Linked DNA regions of Zea mays: region 2 is linked to region 1. A link is a contact called in public Hi-C data. All regions are on one chromosome and are shown on one strand. The core of a region is the stretch at or near the end of the contact, and the rest is flanking DNA. Distances in the headings are between cores, read along the strand shown.

The links. Hi-C and Micro-C count contacts between places; a contact is called where the count stands out from the background.
Region 2: a contact with region 1 is called in a Hi-C map of tassel, with 5 times the contacts expected there. The contact joins the promoter of LOC100383781 here to the promoter of LOC100276884 in region 1. A contact is called at or near these places in 7 of 25 Hi-C or Micro-C datasets (bundle sheath, ear, endosperm and 3 more).

Annotation. Positions count from the first base shown.
Region 1 is chr5:180,980,628-180,986,782 of Zm-B73-REFERENCE-NAM-5.0, forward strand. It overlaps LOC100276884, which reads right to left and starts at 2,733. Exons shown (of 6, transcript NM_001360707.1): 1 at 1,846-2,733; 2 at 120-303; 3 at 1-27. The coding sequence starts at 2,453. LOC100283034 (F-box protein GID2) reads left to right here and starts at 3,720. Exons shown (of 1, transcript NM_001155936.2): 1 at 3,720-5,049. The coding sequence starts at 3,795. The coding sequence ends at 4,505.
Region 2 is chr5:181,144,442-181,150,596 of Zm-B73-REFERENCE-NAM-5.0, forward strand. It overlaps LOC100383781, which reads left to right and starts at 2,544. Exons shown (of 5, transcript NM_001176416.1): 1 at 2,544-2,605; 2 at 2,677-2,850. The coding sequence starts at 2,591.

The sequences.
Region 1 (6,155 bases), core at 1,483-3,982:
AGTCCAAAATAAACTGACTGAAAAAATCTGCAAATACAAGGGATGTTATTTAAAAAACATCTGAATAATAAAGGCACTAAATATTCATATAGAAGTATGGTAAAAACTTGCCAGCTCACCAAAAGAAGCCACCATTGCCCACCATTTGGTATGCCAAAGGCAACAATGCCAGAAATTCCAAAGGACCATAATGCCATCCAACAAAGCATGACTAGCACAAATGCATAAGCAATTCTCATAACATCAGGAAGTTCCCGTACCATTCTTACTGCCTTCTGCAGTACTAGCATTGTGAAGGGAAACCTAGCAAAAAGAAACACAGTAACTTCAATGCAAAACAAAGAAGCATACAATGCTCAAACAGAGGTAGATATTGCCCATGTAGGTATAAAGGTACTGTTTCCATGTGATTTAGCATGCAATTTGAATTCTAAAAGTTCCAGAATAAACAGGTTGGGGCTCCACATTACAAATTAAAGAGGCACAATTATTGGATTATTGCAGTGTGCCTTTGGGCACAACATTCAGCAAATATACAGGCTAGACAAGTGTGGCTAACAACCAGAGAAACCAATGAATAAATGTTTGAAGATAGCATGGATACAAAATGAAGAAGAATAGGCTCGGCTAGATGAAGATAATATACTTTGCTCCTAAGAGCTATTTACACTGCTGCAACTGACTGTCACAGGCATGGGTCACGCACATGTGCCCTGTTGGAGTGTTGGTGATAGACCTACCATCCAGGTTCGACTCTCAGTGGGAGCAAATTTTAGGTTGTGGATAAAAATCCCTTTCCTAGTCTCACGCCCTAAAGCATATACGGGGCCGCTTTGTATGTGCGGGTTAGGGATTCGAGAATTTCTCGACCTACATGAGAAGATCTTAGCAAAAAAAAAAACTCTGAGGTTGTCTTACCCTTGAAGGTTGAGTTTTTTTATATATAGGCCTGCCATACATGACTTTCTTTAACTGGAAATCCAGCAGAGAATTGCTCATTTTTTTAGAAAAAGCAAATCAGGTGAGGTCATAAGGTTTCAGGAATAGATACTATGGCTCCACCTCCATTTCATATAACGTTTTTTTTCAAAAGCAATCTACTAGGGAGCACAAGGAGCATGACCACTGATCACATATTACTGATAGGCCACAACATCAGACTTCCTACGACACATAATAGTGACTATTTGCTGAGTGGCAAAACAGATACAATGTACCAAATGTCCAGTTTTAGAACATTGTTTGTCAAATTCTACCAGTTACTACATCTGTAGCACTAACTGTTCAGTAGTCTGCCATTAAAATGCATCTGACAGTGCACCGTGGACACCAGTAGTCTAAACCAGATTACAAAAAAAAACATAACAAATTATAGCTTAAAGTGCACTTATCAGTTCCCAACTTCAAACAACTGGTTGATTTATCTCAAAGATGTGATCACAATATGTAAAAAGTGGCACAAATCTATGCTAACATATGTGACGCTTTGACTCACACGTTAAAAAAACCATATCAATCAAGGAAGCAAAGAAGATTAGCGTTATGGCACACGAGTGCAACCACAGCTATGCAACACGTGCAGACAACTCTCTGAAAGGAGCCTTGATAGAGACATGAATCAACCTCCTAGCGGGATCTTCATGCAGTTATATGTGAGATTGTGCATATTTGCATTCAGCTGCAAATGGATATTGTTCGAATTTGCATCTTAATCGCAGAAATTCGCTGGCCTTCTCGGTGTCGGCATCAGACCAACATTCACTAGAGTCCAAGTTCGTCTGAAATGAGATGGAGTAGGCAATCTTTACAGACAAATTGAGAACACAGTGTTGTCCTGAGCTGTACCTATCGAGCACAGACATGACGTAGAGGAAGTGCAGGCCGGCGCCGACGGCCAGAGCGACGCCCCAGAAGAAGTGCTTCCCCCAGAAGCACAGGACGCTGACGACCGCGAGGTACGCCGTGAGGCAGTGCACGGCGGTCCGCATGACCACCTTGCCGCCATCCTTCCTCCAGGCCGCCGCCGCCAGCCACGCGCACGCGAGCGCGGCCCCGACAGCCCCCGCGGCGCCGTAGTACTTCCAGTACGTCTCGGTGAGCTCGGACGGCGGCACGGAGGGGTCCTCGGAGCGGTAGACGGAGGGCGGCGGCGGCGCGGGCGCGGGGTCCGGCGGGCCTGCGGGGGTGCCCCAGGGCTCCGCGGTGAGGTTGGCGTAGCGGCCGATGTTGAAGCGGTCGGCCTGGTGGAAGCGGTTGAGGCCGAAGAGCGCGAGCGCGGCGCCGAAGACGAGCAGGTGGAGGAGGAAGACCACCAGCCAGAACACGTCCCGGCACTGCCGCCTGGGCCACGCCGCGGGGCCCGCCGCCGCCGCCGCCACCGACACGGCCCCCGCCGCTGCGGGGGGGCTAGGGTTCCCGCTGCCGTGGCAGGAGGAGGTGGAGGAAGAGGACATGGCTGCGATTGGCGGTTGGGGAGGTAGGATCGGGCGGTATGAGGAATGGGGAGGATTAACGAGACACGTCCTAGAGCAATTAGCGATGCGGGGAGTAGTGGCAACTGGCTAACTGCTCGGCGCTGGTGGTGGACTGGTGGTGGTGGTGACTGGTGCGACTAGGGGGAGTAACCGTTTCGGTCATCGGGGAGACGATGACCTGCGCGAGCGAACTGCCGGGTGACTGACGGCGACGTCGCGCGGAATTCCAGGGGAGCAAGGGAAGCCGGAAGCGGACGCGGTTTGGACTTTCGGAGGAGCGACTGAGGGAGGCGGCTGGCAACGCGAGTACGCGACGAATGGGAAGCCCAACCAAGTTGCAGAAACAGCCACGGAGAGGGTTCGGGGTTTTCGTGTTGGGGCGGAGCGCGACCGGCGTCCGGCGTCCGGCTGGGGCCTGGGAGCGCCGTGGGCACTTTGGACGCGAGGATAGCTGCTTGGATATGACGGAAATGCCGAGTGGTTGCTTCGGCGCTGGCGATTTGCATTTGCTGCGCTGGATCCAGCGTTCCTCTTCCAACGGCAACGCAAATATGATGATGACGGGCGTTTTCCCTGCCGGTTCACCTGCACGCTGCACTGCACGGCTGTAGTAGCAGCACACGAGATGTGCGTGTGAATGTGTGATTATTGCACTCCAGCTTCGTGACATCTCATCTCATGCCCCTTCAATCAAAGCCAACGCCTAAAAAATGACGATGTCTGAAGCTGAAATGTCATCAAGGGAGCCAACGAATGTTTTTAAGGCAAAGTTTTGTTTACCCTACTTTAATGTTCTTCCGTGGCACGTGACATACCTCTCAATAACAAAGCAGCTGTGATAACTCTGTCCACCATGAAATCTGCAAGTTCAATCTTTTCGAAAGTACTCGTACAAGTAATTTGTGGATATAGTCCGTCTTATTGATTAACCACATCATCTTGTCATATATTGACTTTATTTGAGCGTTTTTTTTTGGTTGTTTATATATCAAAAGCGTAGGGCGCACGAGTGAATGTAAAACAAATTATTGTAAGATTTTTAGTTGCATTCGGTTATATGCTCAGAACTTCAGTTTCCAGCTGGCCAGGCTCATGTACACGATACATTCATAGGTGTGTTATTGGATATGTATGTCGAGAATCATGTGCACATGATAAATAGTGTATAAATTAAAGTATAATTATTTATCTTAAATTTACCGTTATTCTGTTTATTTTGCAAATAACACCCTAAAAGCGTGATAATCTGCACTGCTTATCGCAGGTCCATCCACAAATCTCTCCAGGGACCAGGGGAACGGTTGTCCCGAATCGCCGGCCATGAAGTGCCGCTCTGATGCACCAGGCGGTGGTGACGGCCACCGGGACCGGGCCCCAGCCCCCGTTGCCACAGGCGTCGGCGGCTCGCCCCCGGGCGAGCGGAGTAAGAAGCAGCGGACGGAGGAGCCGTCCTCAAGCTCCAGCGTGGTTGGCGAGTGCTCGTCTTCGTCCTCGCAGGCTCTGCCGCCACCGCTGCCGGAGCAGTTGCTGCAGGACGCAGGAGTGGGCGAGCAGCCGCCTCCAGGCCCCGAGCCCGCAGGGGGCGAGCAGGCGAGGGTGCCGGATCTCGGGGAGGACCTGGTGTTCGAGGTGCTGATGCGAGCGGAGGCCCGGACACTGGCGGCCGCGGCGTGCGTGAGCCGCGGGTGGCGGCTGCTGGCGAGGGACGAGCGGTTGTGGGAGGCGGCGTGCGTGCGGGAGTGGGCCTGCACTGGATTCTCCGAGCAGATGCTTCGCAGTGTCGTGCTTCCGCTTGGCGGCTTCCGGCGCCTACACGAGATGTACATCCGTCCGGTCCAGCGGCGTGCTGCTGGAGCGCCGCGCGGGCAGCAGAGGCGGCAGTTGCCGGTGAGGATGGGCCGGGATCAGGTCCAAGTCTCACTGTCTTTGCTCTCGACCTCATTCTTCCTGAAGATGCCTAATGCTCCTCCACCTCCTCCTAAGGACAAGGATAAAGATGGAGATAAGAATGGAGGTGGCCAGTGTGGGTGATCACTGATCAAGTTTGTGAAAAATAGGAGCTTACCTCTCATGCAGCATCACCACAGCTGCTTATGTTATGTAGGTGATTATGTTGTGGTTCTTCACTGTATTTGTGGCAGTAAAGAGGTGATCAAGTCATTTGGATTGGTGGGCAGAGAAGACTATTCAGATAGGTGCGGATGTACTGATCGGGAGGCAAATAAGGTGAGCGAGATTGGATGGAATTCATTGCAATAGCGTATTGGATGACTACCAAGTCTGTGTGTTGTACCTAAATTACACACGAAATGGGCTCATCTGTAAAGTTTCCATGCCATATATGTGAATATGCGAGGTGCCAAGAGAGATGCAGCATGCTCTTTGTGCTGTTGTGCCATGGGAATAAGGGTGAGCCTCTTAGGGCTTCATCATGCTCTTTGTGCTGTTGTGCCATGAGAGTAAGTGTGAGTCTCTTAGGGCTTGTTTAGTTGTATGGGGATTAAAGGGGATTGAGGGACATACAATTCCTTGCTAGTTAATTTTGGAGGGGGATTGAGAGGCATACAATTCCTTATTGTTCTGTTTGAAATCCTTCTCTTACACGTGGGAAGGATTGGACTTAGGGTCTGTTTGCAAGCTCACATTTTTTAAGAAATTGGTTTATAGAAACTAGAGTGGTTTCAAATATACTACTTTATGTCCTAGTTTATATAAACTGGAGTCTTTGTTTCTTAAAAACCAAGAAGCTACTCTCTCCTAGCTAAAACCAGCTTTTATTTGTTTAATTACATCATGCTCTTATTGGTTTCGTGGAATTTACATCTATTGCCACCGTTTTTTAAAATAAAGGAAGGGTATATTAATAATTGCGTATCAAAAAGCTAAAAACTGGTTTGTTAAAAATTGAGTTCCAAACACCTCAACCCAACTTTATTTTTCATAAATCAGTTTCTACAAATTGTTTTTTTTTAAAAAAAAACTGATGTGCTTCCAAACAGACTCTTAGCTATTTAATCTTATAATATATCTTAGACCCTGTTTGGCAGCAACTTAACTTTTAAGAATCCAGTTTATATCTCCAATTTCCAGAAATTGGTTTATAAAAAAAAACTAACCGATGGTGTTTGGAACCACCTCAATTTTAATAAACTAGTTTTAGTTAGAGATGATAGCTTCTTGTTTTTTAAGAAACTAGGAATATATATTCTATAAACTAGGACATAAACTGATATGTTTGAAACCATCTCAATTCTTATAAACCAGTTTTCTTAAAAACTGGGGTCTTCTAAATAGGCCCTTAATAAATATCAAGAATAGGTGAGATGTTGACTTGTGTTACTAAAATTCAGTTTAGTTCTATGTTTACTACGTGCTATTCGTAGGTCTGTTAAGCAAATCTGATGCAACTGTTGTATACTGATTGATAATGTTTAATTGGCAGAAATATGGATTCCTCAAATTGAAAATTCAAATTCAATGAGGTCGTCATGCATGTATGACACAGTTGTCTGTGGATTCATGTGATTCATTTCAGGTGAATGTGCCGTGTGCTCTGGATTCTTGTTTGGTCGATATGTTGTTGGTAACTGGAGAGTCCAAATGTGTTGTCTGCTCTCTGCTGGGTGGCGTCGGGCTAGAATTGGTTGAGGGAACCTTGGTTGCTGGAAGCTCGACGCAATC
Region 2 (6,155 bases), core at 1,294-3,793, 160 kb after region 1:
TTAGCTGGACGGCAGCGATGTGGTGCCGAGATTCGTGCGTGGACCTGCAGTGGATTGGGCCTCGTGTTGGTTAGGCCCGCGTTCTAGTATATTGCTGGCCATAAAGGTGTAATCTTTAAAAAGGAAATCAGTTCTGGATTTAGCACCAATTTAGGATAGCTCTGGCTTCAGAAAATTTGCTAAAGTTAGTGAAGCAGATTATTAGGTGCTCCAAAAAATCATAGAGTTATAGTTGTAAGTCTTTAGAAGACATTTAGACAAGTCATTTTGTTTAATTTTAGATTAAAATATTTTTAAAATTATTTAAATTAACATTATAAACTACAATTCAGCACTGTCAGCACTGGAGCTAGTGTGGTAATATTCAACTCAGTGGCGGAGCACCCGTTATAGCGCAGCATGACAGCTGTCATACCTTAAATTTTATATCTCACTTGAGTACTAAAGCATATTCAAATTTTATATCTCACTTGAGTACTAAAGCATATGTGGAATAGTGGTTGTGCTTTGGTCGATATTTGATCCCTTCTGTTGGTCCATTTTTTTTTCTTTTTCTCCTAACTACCAGGTACATTCTTGTAGTTTGCACCATTTTTTTATTCTACCAGAAACCAGGTATGTTGTCATACTTCATTTATCTTTTGTCCTCCGCCACTAATTCAACTGAAATAAATAATAAAAGTTGATCATCCAGCTGAGCTTTTCTTCAATTCAAATTCAATTGCTACTTTGATAAGTTGAGGGCCTTCATCAATTTAACTTCTCGAGCTTGTCCATCTTGAGCATGTGACTTATGTTGAAGGTTTAAAGTCATTTGAAACATTTTATTTATTCTTTCACAATAATAACAATCACTTGATTAGTTTCTCAGCTAAACGCAAGTAAATTTCGTATTCAATTTTAGGTAAATCCATTGGTCGTCAATCGATGACTTGTTATTTACGTTTTCGCTTAGTATCTAAAAATGATCTCCTTGCTATCTTCACGGTCTCAGGATCATCATGTCTTGTGAATGTTTCAAACCATAGTCTATAGGCATGTAGATAATTTTTTATTAATGTAAATGTCTCTATTAGTTGCAATTAGCTGGTCGGAGGTAGCTAGAAAATTATCGTTAGTTGGATTGTTGGCTTTTTATTAGCTAATATGTGAGCGTTGACTTATTTTTTTGGATCATCTACAACTTTATTTTATTAGTTTTGATTGGCCCATACTAGCTGTAAAATAGTTCTACTCATTTTTATTACTTACTAAGTCTGATTATTATTACTCCCTAAATTAAGTCATGTTTGGCAGGATACTTTTTTTAATTGATTTTAACTTTGGAGTAAAAGAATTGGGCTGCTTCACCCTTTTATAGTAAAGAAACAACTTCTCTTCCCTATACAACTTCTCTCACAGAACCGTTTTTATAAAATGAATGTTTAGCGAAACTTTATTATAAAAGCTTGAAGTATGAAATCCCTCAAGAAGTCTGGCTAAGCTCGTAAACATCACTCGATAAAATAGTGCAATTTACTATATATACACGATCTGCTGGCCATAGTATGCATATAGTTTTAGCTATAATACTCCAAACCAAGCTACCAAAATCGATGTCCACTTCACACTTCGAACTTGTTTGGGAACAAAGATACCAAAGAGGATTTAGGGCTTGTTTCGAAGCAAAGATACCAGAGATAATGGGAGAGGTTAAAATTCTCTTGCTATTCAATTTTGAATAGCAAGAATATCAAGATTACTTTAGCTCATCCAATCACTTTTAGTATCTTTGCTCTCAAACCAGTTTTTAGAACTTGTTCGGTTGTGTCTGGATAAAAGGAATTTGAAGAGATTAAAATATCTTCATAATTAAAATTGAACAGAATAGAATTTAATATATTTTAATCCATACGCAACCAAACAAGCTCTTAATCATTTTACTATTTAAAATTAAATAACAAGAGAACTTTAAGGGGGTGTTTGGGAACAAAGTTTTTCTGCAGTTTTGGAAGAATACTGCAGTATTCTCAAATACTGCAGTATTATATACATAATGGTGTTTGGCAAGCTGGGTAAAATCTCTATTTTCAAAACTGAAGTATTGCAAATACTATAGTTGTTTTAAGGCATTCTAAACTTAGCTCTAGACCTCAGTTTTCAAAACTGCGGTATTATAAGCTACGGTATTGTCATAACTAAAGTATAGTATAGTATTTCAAAAACTGTAGTTTTCAAAAACTTTGTTGCCAAACCGGGCCTAACTCCTCAAATCATTTCCAGTATTTTTGCTCGTTGCGTCCGCTCCACACATGACACACCTCACCTCCTGCCCTGCCTTCTCTCCTTTGCGCAATTTTCCCAAATTCTCCCCCGCCTGTGGCTGGAAGTGTGGAACATTAGGGTAGTTGGGCTTCCACCGCCCGCTTCCGCTTCCACCCCAAAAATTGGAAACAGGCCCCTTCCACTCCAACGAGCGCAGCAGCGGCTGCCGCGCCGCGCCCACCTCCCTCTTCGCCTTTCCGTTTCCCACACCCCTATTGCAACCGCCACACCCCCTAGCACCAGCAACAACCAACCCCCCTCTTCCCCATCTCTTTCCCGCTCCAAAATGGCGGATTCACAGGTGAAATTTCTCTCCCTGTACCCGCAGCCGCCTTTGCAAGCTGTTCGAGCTGATCGGGTTTTTTCGTGCAGGCGGAGGCGATGAAAAAGGCGTACGCCGGGATCATGCTCAACATGGCGCAGGAGTCGGCGGCGCGGGTGCTGGCGGCGGAGCGGCGAGCGGCGGCGCTAGCTGCCGGGCTCGAGGCCGCGAAGGAGGACGGCGTCGCTACGCTCCTGCGGGTCAAGGCCATCATGGAAGCCAGGGTATGGCTACCCCTCCCTCTCCGCTCGAATCGCTCGCTTTGGCTGGGTGCTTTGTTAATCGTTTCGTTTTTTCGGGGGTGGGGGTGGGATTTGCTGGTGTGCTTATGATACGAACAGTTTGGATTAGAGGATGCGAGGCTTTGTGTTTTAGGGGAGGTTTTGGGATTGATTGTGTCGGGAGGAGTACGAAATTTTGTTTTCTTATCGGCGGATGTTGGTGGTGAAGGTCCATTTCAAATTTGGAACCTTCGGGTGACTGGGATTTGGAGCTTGTAGGATAGGATTTCGTCTTCTCGGGTTGGTGGTCCTGGTTTCTGTTTTAGTGATGATGGTGGTGAAGGTCCAGTTCAAATTTCGCATTCGGATAACTGAGATGTGGAGCTTGTAGGATAGGGACTTTGTCCTCTCGATGTTGTGCTCCTGTTTTCTGCTATCGTTGGTGGTCCAGTTCAAATTCGGTGTTCGTAACACCTGGGTTTGGAGCTCGTAGGATGGGGATTTCGTCTTCTAGATTCTGTGTTTCTTGTTTCTGTTATCGGGAATTCGGGATGTTGGTGGTGCAGTTCACATTTCTCATTGGAATAGCTGGGATTTGGAGCTCATAGTATACGCATGGATTTCGTCCTCCGGATTTTGCACTTGTGCATTGATGTTTGTGCAGTGGTATTGTTAGAACTCTGATAACTTTGTATCCATTCCCCTCATTTGTTTCATATAGAATCCAGAATAACTGATACATTCTTTTTGTGCGTGGGTAGTAGACTTAGAATGGACGAATATGTTTGAAAAACAAAACATCTTGCTTGGGATTATTAGTTACTCTTCATGCAGTAGCACTACAGTTTTGTCACGACTATGGCTGTGCAGTAGACCAGTACTAAGGGTCTAACAGACTAACAAGTGTAAAATGCCCAGCTGTATGTGTTTTGTTAGCATCTGTGCTTGAGTGCTTCTAAGTTTGCATGGGATGCTGCACAATCTGTTGATGTTGTTGGAATCCACAAGCATCTGAAGGGGTATTCAGATTATTCTTTCATTCTGATAACGCAGAGGAGGGTGCTGTTGTGGTTGCTGGAAGCCTGAAACCATTGAACTGATTGGGACGCACTGGCTTTTAATTATTATAGGTTTTTGATGTGCCCTTGCTACTGTGTCTTCACTGATTTGTTTCATTTGTCTTGACAATACACTTTTTTCTTTCCACCTGTCTGGATGCTTTTTCCTGTGTCAGGAATGTGTTATTTCTGTCTAATGCTGTATGCCTCAAAATATAGCACATCATCTAGCCACTACTGGTGATGTTGGCAATGCTGCTGGTAAAAGAATGGCAGTACATAGGAGTACAAAATGGAAAAATGCCAGCACATGATATACTGCATTTGGGTTTATGCTTGTTTGAGGGGTAATCCTGAATCAAATAAAGATATACTGCAACTTTTGGTGTGTCCTTGATTGGAACCCAGAGTCTAGGCATAGGGGCCATTGTACAGTGTAGTAGTCCTCCCTGGTCGTATAGTTAAATTTACACCAATCATATCTTATGATCATTTCATATTTCTGTGACCATTTTGGAATGATTCTTGATATTTTAGTAGAATATTTTCGGAACTTTAGTGTCAGCTTTATTTCCATGTCATGCATTGGAATTGTCAGTGTTATGGCCAGGTTCACTGCAGAAAGGGTCCACTGCTGTTTCATTCTACCTTTCAGAGACTTGGTGCAGTTTTGATTGTGAAGGTTCATTGAAACAATACAATTGCATTCACATTGTGTAATGGCCAAATTGTCATATGGATTGTTACAATCCAGATATAGATGCTTCTCCATGTTATGGTTACTGTGATGAACTAGTTGTCCCAGTCACAGATTCATCGTATGTTGTGTTCCGGTAACTAGAGTTATTATGAATTTTGAGTTTCGATATATAAGGTCCTTTGCAATGTAAAGTCATTACACATATCCATCCACCTACTTTTTCTAGGACGTTGTAGAAATAATATGATATGTCATTGATGCCATGTTTTCATTCCTTCTATGGTGCTTACCTATGCTAAATTTGTCAATTTTTTTCACATGTGCATAAGGTAATATTATGATCTGTCTGGTTTTTCTTTGAAATGAGGTGGGAAAGGAAGAATAGCTGGATCTTGCTCAAATGACGGATGATCAATTAAGAAACATATTTTTTAGTTAATAGTTAATGCATATTTGATCGTCAATAAGAGAACAGCTCTGCAACTGCAGCTTTCAATCAGCCTAGTCTTCGAATCCATTATCCATGTCTGGTGTAGTGTTATCATGTTGTAGACTTGTACAAGGAGCTACCCAGACAATTTACAAGTGTGGAATAATGTAGAAAAGGTCGTTCACTCCAATATATATATATATATATATATATATATATATATATATATATATATATATATATATATATATATATATATATATATATATATATATATATATATATATATATATTCAGAATATGAACAGAAGAAGCTAGTGATAGATCACTTGGTAGACCGCGCTAAGGAGACATCCACCACCCACCCATTCTCAAACCATTCAACCCAGACACTTTCAAATTTGGGTACCTCCCTGAGATTTATTAGTTCTTACTAGTGTCTACCTTCAGGATCGCCCTACCCTAGGAGCAACTACAAGGGGGCGTATCTCCCTGCGGTCAGTGCTCATCTGTGTTTTAGACTACAATAGTAAAAGCCTCTATCTATAAACTCCTCAACACAGCTTATTTTGTCGCATATATAAGGAAAACTAAACCAAACTAGGAGTTACTAAGTGGCATTGTAATAAAAAGGGCGTACCCAGTGTCGTAGGCTTCCCGCATTGTGCGGGGTCTGGGGAAGGGTGTCTTTAAGCGCCAAGCCTTACCCGCATAATATGCAGAGGCTGGGGCTCGAACCCGGAACCTTCCGTTTACAGACGGTAGGCTCTACCGCTGCACCAAGCTCGCCCTTCAAAAAAAGGGCGTACCTAGTGCCATAGGCTTCCCGCACTGTGCGGGGTATGGGGAAGGGCATTGTAATAAATAAGAAGAAATAAATTCAAGTCGAAGAGAACTGAAACGTGGGTAGTGAACTTGTACATACACACCCACACCGAGATAGGCTTAGTTCCTGTGGTGCATATCATATGTTTTTTTAGAAATATTGATTATTTTCAGCTGCGTTTATGTTACATGTTCCAATCGAGCCCCACTCATACTTTTTTCCTAAAATGTTTGATAAGGGCTCATTGGATTTACCACCTCCTTAGTGTGGGGCCTTGAGTAGGATGATTAACTT